Regions from separate parts of the Danio rerio genome. Here all the other regions are linked to region 3. The links are chromatin contacts, called in public Hi-C maps. All regions are on one chromosome and are shown on one strand. The core of a region is the stretch at or near the end of the contact, and the rest is flanking DNA. Distances in the headings are between cores, read along the strand shown.

What was found. Hi-C and Micro-C count contacts between places; a contact is called where the count stands out from the background.
Region 1: a contact with region 3 is called in a Hi-C map of embryo, with 2.2 times the contacts expected there. The contact joins the enhancer-like site here to the promoter of LOC141380324 in region 3.
Region 2: a Hi-C map of hematopoietic stem cells shows a contact between it and region 3, with 7 times the contacts expected there. The contact joins the enhancer-like site here to the promoter of LOC141380324 in region 3. A contact is called at or near these places in 2 of 18 Hi-C or Micro-C datasets (embryo and hematopoietic stem cells) and 1 of 4 datasets of contacts at active chromatin or transcription factors (caudal fin).

The regions. Positions count from the first base shown.
Region 1 is chr22:22,813,454-22,817,156 of GRCz12tu, forward strand. It overlaps ptprc (protein tyrosine phosphatase receptor type C), which reads right to left. Exons shown (of 31, transcript XM_073937876.1): 28 at 3,478-3,600; 29 at 2,941-3,107; 30 at 2,718-2,853; 31 at 931-1,844. The coding sequence ends at 1,491. Among named protein-coding and RNA genes, the nearest start is that of ptprc, 82 kb to the right of the region's middle. Within about 2 kb of position 1,803, at least 37 of the 62 cell types and tissues checked have an H3K27ac peak or open chromatin away from gene starts, as enhancers often do.
Region 2 is chr22:22,661,483-22,665,081 of GRCz12tu, forward strand. No RefSeq gene overlaps it. Among named protein-coding and RNA genes, the nearest start is that of mir181b-3, 7.7 kb to the right of the region's middle. Within about 2 kb of position 1,894, at least 4 of the 62 cell types and tissues checked have an H3K27ac peak or open chromatin away from gene starts, as enhancers often do.
Region 3 is chr22:22,353,962-22,357,803 of GRCz12tu, forward strand. LOC141380324 reads left to right here and starts at 2,331. Exons shown (of 2, transcript XM_073937826.1): 1 at 2,331-3,406; 2 at 3,488-3,842. The coding sequence starts at 2,959. It overlaps LOC101884238 (adhesion G protein-coupled receptor D2), which reads left to right. Exons shown (of 24, transcript XM_073937817.1): 18 at 352-485.

The sequences.
Region 1 (3,703 bases), core at 553-3,052, 460 kb after region 3:
CTCTTCCAAATACACCTCTGCTACTGTATAATGTAACATATTGGCCTATAGGTTATAAAAATAGGCATATTAAATAATTTGCTTTATTCATAGCAAGTTAGAAATTAAGCATACATTATAGACCTACATATTTCCACAGTGGCACACTAACTGATGTTGCTTTTATTTAACATCTTTATTAGTAGGCCTACCGGAAAAAATCATGCTGGCTTGAAGATGGATGAAATGTCCGTGCACGCGCTTCTTTTGTTAACAGGCGCCATCTTGTGGTTCATCTTTACAATACAAAGGCTTGTTTTAAGTCACAGTAGCGCTAATTTCAAACGTTTTGCGTTTTCTAGGTCAGGTTTATGCACCTGACGAGCACAAAAGCGGGTCAAATTAACCATAAGGAAATACCTTGACCCGAATGCACAAGTGACACTGCTCGTGTTTATGTTCACCTGTGAAATAGGCATGCTTTTTGTTTAAGCCTTATGCACCCGTTTGGTGTGAGTAATTTGTTTCATTGTATTTCATTTTAGTAGCCCCGTGTGGCACATCTGGCATAAGAGAAGACACGGATCACTGTATTCTTGAGAAAACATTTTAAATATTGGACATTCTTAAAACAAAAAATTACCAATAAAAAGGTGCGAAGCACCAAAAAAGTACACATTTAAATAGGTTTTTGGCTAAAATCGTCAAAAGTGTGGTTATGATGACTATCTGACAAGCTAATTCAGAAAAGTGCTTAAATGTCACTAAAATGCAGTATTTAAATTTCACAATTCAATTGAAAATGAGGTGTATAATTGCAAAACAGTCCACTTTTTGAGAAAAAGAACCCTTTTCACCAGCTTGGATCCTGATAACATTTCTACTCATTTAAAATAGAAAACATTGCAATGAAGAGGCATTCTATTGGTGAATAAAAACAATTACCAGTCATATTGTTCAAGCCTTTATTATTTTGTTAACTTACATCTGCTTAAAATGAAAATAGGTAGCCTATGAAAGATTCAGAAACACACAGTAAAAAGAAAGATAGTTTGATGACAGCTGTAGTACAAGTCATCCTTGCCATATTTTGTTATTCTTGAACATAAAAAAATAAAAAATATTTATTCACATCAAACTTCCAATACAACATAATTTAGACGCAAGATTGTGCTTTGATAGTTTTCTAAAAACAAAACAAATGGTAAGGTCCTATTTTACAATACATTCAAATGCAATTTGATAGCCTAATAAACTCAGATCATAAAGCAACACCTTAACACGTGTGAATAAACAATCAATATAAACAGATTTGTCACAAATATCATAATTACACAGAAAAATTCAAACCTGAGAGGAAAAGTTTAAAAGGATCAGTAACATGCTGGTCAAACGACAACAAATGTACTGTAAAACTAAAATATAACCAAAAAAATACCAGAAATATTATTTTTTACAATTTTGGCAGACACTTGGTGTCGAATCAGTAAAATGTAGCTGAATAAAAATGGCTAAGCTTCAACAGTGGCGGCGGGCCCGTTGGTTGTGGCCTCCGGTGTGTTTTTCTCTCCGTCTCCCTCTGCTGGTGAAGCCGCGGCACTGCTGTTCTCCTTGGCCTCCAGCTCACTACTCTCCGTCGTGGTTTTACCGTCTTCCGTCTCCTTCTGTTCGGTAGCAGGAGTGCTGTTGGCGTGCTCGGTGGCGGCCTCAGCGGCGGGCTCGGCGAGGAGCGCGGTGGTTTCGTTAATCTGCACAGGTGTTTCGTTGATGATCTCCGCGCTGTCGGTTGCAGCCGGTGTCTTTATGGTGCCATTTTGCACCGGGAAGGCGCCCTCCAGAGTCGTATAGAGGAACTGATACTGCTCCTGTGATGAGTTCAGAGTTTTACTTCAGAAGTGTAACTTAATATAGTTTATTAATTTGTTTGATATACATTAACTAACTATTAATTCTTTTTAACCGTTAACCGGTTTTGGTTAGCATTTTTTTTGCATATGCTAGCAAAAACCGTTTGAATTAGCTAAAAAATATGGTTTGTCTGTGGCCATGTTTGTTAACTTTTCTCTGAGGTAGGCCTACTTCAAAACCTATTGTTTTGAAATCTCTTTAAAAGCACTTTTTAGAAACATTTTGACAAGAGTTAGCAAGATTTTAATTAAACTATGAATGTGTGGCCCTGTTTGATTTTTTTTGTGAAACATTTTAAAAGACGCTTAATTTTTTGTTAGAAATATATAGAAAAAAAGGTAGTCAGGGTTTGTTTTGTCTGTTCTGTTCCTTTTCTTTATACCTTTATATTTTTCATCTTTTATATGCCGTTTAGGGCATGCTAACAATACCAATGGTCCTATTGTATTTCCTGTTTTACTTTTTTAATTTCCATAGCTTCAGAATTTTAAAAAAGGTTTGCATATTGCTAAATGGTGTTATAATAGCTGTTTTAACATTAAATTATTATTATTAAATTGTCTCTTACTACATTTATGAAATAATTTTACAAGCAGGACAAGCAGGAAATGTTCATAGGCTAGTTGCATCACCTCATTGAAATTGTCTATATTAGCCTATATTACAAAATAACCTTGCATAATGTGAATATGGCCCAAGAAAACAATACTTCTCTGAAAGCCACAAAATTACAATGGGCATTTGAATGAACATTTATTGATGAATATTTTTGATATATAGTAATAGAAAATTCATTAAATCCTATTTACAAAAGAAGAATTAAAACTTACAAATGTTTCCACCATTCCCTGTCTCTCCTTGCGCAAGTTTTTGACCACTTGGAAGACGTCAACCAACTTTTCTGTTAATGAGCAATCCATAAGATTCCACAAAGCACAGAAGAGTCCAGTACGCGATGACCCATTGCTGGAAAAACGAGATTAAGATAGATAGATTTATTTAATCTATCCATAGATCCATCCAGAAAAAGTAGGTCTCCGGTATTAGCCTTACCTGCAGTGCACTACTATAGGGATGCTCCTGTTTTTTTTGCTGTTGTCATATTTGCCATTCTCTCTGATGTTCTTTATCATCTCTATCAACTCCTGAGCATTTTCTGGAAGTTCATTGCTTTTCCATTTTAGGAACTGGTACTGATCCAACTCCAAGATTTCGTTCTTCTATTATAGGATTAAAAACGAATCAATCAGTGCATCCAAAATGATATACTACAATAATTTTGTATGTGAAAACAATATGTGTGCTGAGTAGTTTGTCTAAATTAATTGTATTTGGTAAACAGGTGAGAAGTACTTGGATGACTCACAGGTAGGTAAATAAGGTAGGTGATGTGATAATAAATGGTCGATGTAGTATGTTTAAATTTAATTTATGCTACTCACATTTGTACTATATAGAACATACTTTTTTAAAGGTCGGCAAATACGGTCAGAACCAACATGAGTAGTGTGTGATTTCAGACACATTAATGACTTAATTCAACGAAGATAACATGTCTTCAGTTAATAGCATGACAGATATTCCACTTACCTTTGTGGACTGTATTTCCAGGTGACGTTTTACATATGTTGGGAAGCTTTCTGTCTTTTTCACCTCGATTTCCATATCTCCAAACACTTTCTTTTCATCTCCCCAATACTGACAGCACAAATCCTAAAAAAAATACAGATGGGTCACTCTACCGGAATGTCTAATCAATCAAATTTCAGAAAATGTCTACAAAAAAACAAGAATAGTGCCGAAATCCAAAACATTT
Region 2 (3,599 bases), core at 644-3,143, 310 kb after region 3:
GCTATTAGAGAGGCTGACTGTAGTATTGGTATCCTAGTAACCAACAGTAAACAAGACAAGCACAATGGAAACAGCCGATTAGTCAAGTGGGTGCATTGTTCAGTATGTCAGGGTTTGTTTAGGAAAATGTGTTTCCATCTCCCTTTATTCAAACACCCAAAACCACCTCATGCAAGCATTTTTTTTGTGGATTAATGGAATTTAATCCATTAATCCACAATAATCTAATTTAATTTTTAAATTTGGCATTTCCATCACTTGTTTCTCATGCAGTAGGCTACTTTAAAATGTGCACTAACACAGGGCAATGGAAACCCAGCTAGGTGTACCAGTTTCTTTCTTCAACAATACTCAAAATATCCTATTTTGTGTTTAGCAGGAAAATGAAATACCTACCGTTTTAGGCACGTAGCCAGCCTGGGGAAAGGGGTGGTTCTTTTTTAATCAAAATTAAGACCTTTTTGCAGGTTTCTGGCTCATTTTCTATTTAATTATGAAGTTGAAAAAATTTTAAGCTGTATTAGCTTGTCAGATGGTCATCATAACAACACTTTATGATCTACAGTACCAAAATATTTCATAAAGATTTAGAAAAAAATAAGTATTAATGGACACTTATTTTTTAAATTCAAATTTATTACATCATGGCGAAGCAGTGGCGCAGTAGGTAGTGCTGTCGCTGGTTTGAGCCTCGGCTCAGTTGGTGTTTCTGTGTGGAGTTTGCATGTTCTCCCTGTGTTCGCGTGGGTTTCCTCCGGGTGACCTGGTTTCCCTCACAGTCCAAAGACATGCGGTACAGGTGAATTGGGTAGGCTAAATTGTCCGTAAGTGTGAATGTGTGTGTGGATGTTAGATGGTTTGCGACTGGAAGGGCATCCGCTGTGTAAAAACTTGCTGGATAAGTTGGCGGTTCATTCTGCTGTGGTGACCCCGGATTAATAAAGGGACTAGCTGACAAGAAAATGAATGAATGAATGAATATTACATCATATATCATTACAAAAAAATCTGTTTAAGTTTTAAATAAAAAAAATGCATTAGGCAAATAACAAACTGGCCAGCACATTCAAATTTCCTCATTCAGAATTTGGCCATTCCAATAATAAAAAATTGAGACATATTAAAAATAAAAGCAATTTATGATTTTTCTAGCCTTTCTTGTAAATAAAGTATATTTGGTTGAAGATTTATGGATAACAACAATAGCTAAATTAGTAGTCAAATTAATTTTATTATGGGACTTCTGGGGCTTTACACCTTTTTATTGGCCAATTTTTGTTTCAAGAACAAGGTCCAAGATTTAGAATAAAAGTTACTTGTAAAATGTTTTCTCTATTTAAAAACAATACAGTAGCGAAAGATGACCACTTACACCAGATTGTATGTTTTAGCTGGATGTTGGACTAATGAAAAATAATAGTTTGCATTGGACAAAACTGATTAGCTGAAGTCACACTGATGTGACGGTCAACAGATAATTTGGCTTGGTCTGAAAGCTCTTTTATTTTCACAATTTTTGATGGTGCAGCAGTCAAAATCATACAAATAAGCTCATGTATAGTACAAATTCTGGACTTTTGTCATTGAGGGGTAGGTCTTTCGAACCACAAAGTTTTTACTTGTTTATACTACTTAATTGAAATGACGGGCCTTAGTTTTATAACAACTTGAGGGTGAGCAAAGGATGTTATTTATTTATTTATTTATTGAATGGTCTGTCCCTTTAACACAGACGAATCGGACATGCATCGGAGCATTGAAGAATGACTTAATGGAGTCAATCGGTTTTAATTAGCGCTCGGACCATTTGCCGTCGCAGATCTCGGACAGGAGGCTCGGACGGTGCCATGCGGATGAGTCTTTTTCTTTTGTTCACCCCTCCGTCATTTATACCTCCTAAATAAGGCTGCGGGTCAAAGGGCAGCTTTAGGTGCTCGGATAGACATTTAGGCACAACTGCAGGTCTGTCTATTTTACTAACGACAGCGCAGCGAGTGTCAGTAAGACGCAAAAAAACAGTCATTGACCTTTTCATACTTCAGCTTCTAATTCAGATTCAAATATAAGCGCAACCTTCTTCTTTTTTTTTTTTTTTTGCAAATATGTTGCTCTTGCCAACATTTCATCGTTACATAGGCTACATTGCAATTTAATTAATTAGAACTGCATTATATTTACTACAACATATAAAAAATGCAGAAATATGTTTATAAAGAACATATGTCGATAATCAGACATTGTAGTTCATATTTGTTGTTAGTGATCAGCGCATAAAATGTCTAAATTAGATTTTTTTTTGTTTTTTGTTTTGCTTTTTTACTAATATTAACAAATAATGTTATAAATGTGGGCCTATGGTATAAAAGATATGGACGTTGTCTTGTTTAAAAGAAGCCTATTTCAGGTATACACTGCCACCTAGTGGTAAATAAAGTATATTCCGTTTAAACGTTTTTACAATTAAATCATTTATTAAATTACGTTTTATAACAATGGTTACTTTTCCTCACCATTTTTGCCAGACAATAATTGTTATTATTATTATTATTATTAGTAGTATTAATAATGCTAATAATAATAATAATAATAATAACATAATTATTATTAGAAATTGTAATTAATATATTATTATTTATATATTATTATAATAAAGTAGGTCTGTTTTTTTCTGCTTAAAGACAAAGATAAATGAAAAGTTTTAACATTATTAACATTATTGTATATGAAATCAGAGTTATTTAACCTTTGAATTTTTTTTCTCTTTTAAATATTTCCCAAATTATGTTTAACAGAGCAAGGAAATTTTCACAGTATGTCTGATCATGTTTTTTTTTTTTCTTCTGAAGAAAGTCTTATTTGTTTTATCTCGGCTAAAATAAAATCAGTTTTTAATTTTTTAAAAAACAGTTTAAGGTCAAAATTATTAGGCCCTTTAAGCTATATTTTTTATAATCTACAGAACAAACCATCATTAAACAGTAACTTGCCTAATTACCCTAACCTGCCTATATATAGATAAATTAAAAAAGATAAAAAAAAAATATATATATATATATATATATATATATATATATATATATATATATATATATATATATATATATATATATATATATATATATATATTACATTTTATTAATGTTATTTTTTTTTCTCCTGCTTGTTTTTATAGATTTTCTGACTTCAATGTATAAATTAAACATATGATTAGTTTATTTTGTGGCCTTTGCAGTTGGAAGGGCATAGGTGCGTAAAAAAATGTGCTGGATAAGTTGGCAGTTCATTCTGCTGTGGCAACCCCTGATGAGTAAAGGGACTTAGCTAAAGGAAAATGAATGAATAGATAAAAGTATTATTATAATTATTACTTATATTATTTCTAAAGTTAATATGTTTATTTAGTTTTTTTCATTATTTTAAAATAATAACAAATATGATTTTCCCTCCTCTATATTACTGTTTTTCTTATTTTAAAGACCTTAACAAATGGTTTCCTCCTTTATTTTTGCCAGCTTCTTTAGAAAAATAACAACAGTGCCCATTTCTGAAGGTTCTTTCTTTCTCTTAGATGAAGCTTCTTCACAAAAAGTTCCCAGTGC
Region 3 (3,842 bases), core at 1,081-3,580:
ACAGTCACCAAAAGGTACAATTATGATGAAAGCTATTATGGGCAGTTTCTAGGAGTTTTAAAAAATGATCTGTGGTGTATTTTGAGCTGAAATTTCACATAAACACTTTAGGGACATCAGAAACCTCTTTTAAAAAGATTTTGCCTCTTTTAAAAAGTGCAATAACAGGTCCTTAGTAAAGGAAAAGCAGATATACTGATCATAATAAAGACCAAAATGATCAAACTAGTTAAACAATGCCTCTGAAAACTGCTGTGTCACTCGTTTCCAAATGCAGTTTGGTTAATTTGTATAATTTATTCCCCGTCACAGTCAGTCATTTGTATTATAGAAATGTGTGTTGTTTGACAGGTCTGCCAGTGCTGATCGTCACCATCACACTGGCCTCTGCCTCTGGGAAATACACTGCTGATGGTCACTGCTGGCTCAGTGTTCAGAACGGCGTCATATGGGGCTTCGCAGGACCCGTCATCTTCATTATTATGGTGTGCCCTTACTTCTATTATTACTGTTTCACACTTTAAAATACAAATGCTCAATGAATTATTTAGTTATTTAACCATATCCAAAATAAAGTGTGTTTGGAGTGTATTTTTTATTATATAAATACACACATTCATGTACAGTGTATATATTTGTTTTCAATTCATATTTATATATAAATATTCATATGTACAGTTAAAGGCAAATGTATTATTGTGAACGTTTTATTCTTTTTCAAATATTTCCTAAGTGATGTTTAACGGAGCAAGGAAAATTTTTCACAGTAGTTATTATCATGTTTTTATCACAGTATATATTAATATTTAAGTATAAGTATATTAAATATATAAGTGTATTTTTTTTCTTATGGAAAAAGTCTTATTTTTAATTTTTAAAGCAATTTATTATTTGCTCCATTCAATTTTTTGGTTGTCTACGGAACAAACTACAGACTTGCTTAATTAACCTAACTTAACCTAATTAACTTAGTGTCTTGTAAAATATTATGGACTGTCATCATGGCAAAGACAAAAGAAATCAGTTATTAGAAATACCTTAATAAAACTATTATCTTAAAAATGTGTTGAAAACATCTTTCTGTTAAACAGCTCGTGGAATAATGTTTGAAAAAAATTAAAGTTTCACAGGAGGGCTAATCATTTTGTCTTCAACTGTAAATAATACAAATAATATATTAATATTTTTGCTTTGTACATTTTTGAATGTTGTGTTTGTATATATGTTTGTATATATAAATGTAGAAGAAGTCGATATACACAGTTTACACACATACACACACATATTATAAAAATACAAACTTTTATTTAGGATTTTATTTGTTCTGATAGCTTTGATGCAGATACACAGACATGTATATAAAGTAACACATGCTGTTATTGTGAATATGTCATCTATAATAATATTTATAGTATATAATTCTGATTTATTACTTTGTATGATAATAATGAATATGCATGTAAATGTGTGTTTTTAAATATGTATATGTCATTTACATTGCTTTAGTACATTATATACTTTAATACACTATATGCATACTTATATATATTTTCTGTTTATTATACTTAGAAATATCTGTATGCATGTTTATTGTAATTTAAGTGTTTGTGTCTATTATATTTGCATTTGAAGTCAGAATTATTAGACTGAATTATTAACCTCCCTGTAATATTTTGTTTCTAAACGTAATAGTTTAACTGACTAATATCTAATGACTGATTTCTTTTATCTTTGCCGTGATGACAGTACATAATATTTGACTAGATATTTTTCAAGGTACTAGTATTCAGCCTAAAGTGCAATTTAAAGGCTTAACTAGGTTAATTAGGTTAATTAAGCAAGTAAGGGTAATTAGGCAAGTCATTGTATAACAATGGTTTGTTCTGTAGACCTTCGAAAAAAATATTCTTAAAGTCAAGTGCTATTTTGGGGTTTCCGTCTGAAATTTGCCTACCCAAATTCAAAAGCTTCCTAAATCCACATTAAGTTGGTATCATTTCAAAGAAAACCCTTTGAATTTTTATTAAACACTGTTGAAAGTGATTAAAATAATTGTATATGTTGCCTGTGTTATAATATAATAAACCCCTCTAAAAAAAAGAAGACCTTTTAGGTTTTGTGCAGTCTAGGTTGCTGTAATTATTTTTATAGGTTCCCGCACATATCAGTAATCATAGAAAAAATAAAAAAATGTCTCCATCATAATCTATGCAAAAGTTATTATATTCTAACTGATGAGAAAACAAAACTACTTATGGGGGTATTGGGCCGGTACGGACCTTTAAAATTTCAAGAATGCAGAAGTAAAATATGTTATGGACCTGGACCTGGAGGAGAAGCACTTTATCAGCATCTAGACCAGCAGCCTGTAAGTACATTTAAGATTTGTTTCAGTTGTTGTGTATGGTTTGAGGACTTGTTTCCAGCTGTTTGTGTAAAGTTGTAGGACATTTAAACTTGCTTTCAGTTGTGTATAATACTAGAAGTTGTTTAGCCACTGTTTCCTTGGTTACTATAAGAGCTTGTGTAGCGAACGCAAACGCGGTTTCGCGTCGTCCGCCTCAGTTTCGGCCCTTGTTTTGACTCGGGAGGCGTGTCCAAACGCCAGGTAACCACTATATAGCGAGCACGCTAGCATTAGTCGGCAGGAGAAGCACTTTATAAGAGCTTGTGTAGCGAACGCAAACGCGGTTTCGCGTCGTCCGCCTCAGTTTCGGCCCTTGTTTTGACTCTCGAGGCGTGTCCAGCTGAATTCAATCAGCTAGTGCTTTGGGGTTATATAAACAACTAGTTCACCGCGGCAGCGGTCGCGGCAGCCTCGTGTGAAGACCGACGAGGGTAAAGACCATCGACTCTACCTGCGCGACTCCACCGAGCAAAGGCACCGACAAAGCACTTGAGTACTTTACTTTCTTGTTTTACTTTACACTTATTTTTTGTTGTCAGTGCACTTTTATTATGTGTTTTCTAATTCCTGTTGTTACTAACACTCGCAAAACACGGGAGGTGCGCTGCAGGCGTAATCCTCACAACCTTCGTTCAATACATGTATCTACTATTTCACAACTCTCTCTCTCCGTGGGCCTCTGGAATTGTCAATCAGCTGTTAACAAGGCTGATTTTATTACCTCCATAGCTACATATTCTGACTATAATCTCATGGCTCTAACTGAGACCTGGTTGAGGCCGGAGGACACTGCTACACATGCTACTCTTTCTGCTAATTTCTCTTTTTCCCACACTCCTCGTCAGACAGGGAGAGGGGGTGGGACTGGACTACTAATTTCCAAAGAATGGAAATTTACTCTGATACCGTCCCTGCCAACAATCAGCTCCTTTGAATTCCATGCAGTCACCATTATCCACCCCTTCTACATAAATGTGGTTGTCATCTACCGCCCACCAGGTAAATTAGGTCACTTCCTAGATGAACTGGATGTTCTTCTCTCATCTTTTTCTAATTTTGCCACTCCCTTATTGGTGCTAGGTGACTTCAACATTTACGTTGACAAACCGCAAGCTGCAGACTTTCAGACTTTGCTTGCCTCTTTTGACCTAAAAAGAGCACCTACTTCTGCTACCCACAAATCAGGTAATCAGCTAGACCTTATTTACACACGACACTGCTTCACTGATCAAACAATAGTAACTCCACTACAAATATCTGATCATTTCCTTCTGTCTCTCAACATCCACATTACTCCTGAGCCGCCACACACTCCTACACTGGTTACCTTTCGCAGAAACCTACGATCTCTCTCACCCAATAGACTATCCACCATTGTTTCAGACTCTCTTCCTCCATCTCGCAAACTCACTGCACTTGATTCGAACAGTGCCAC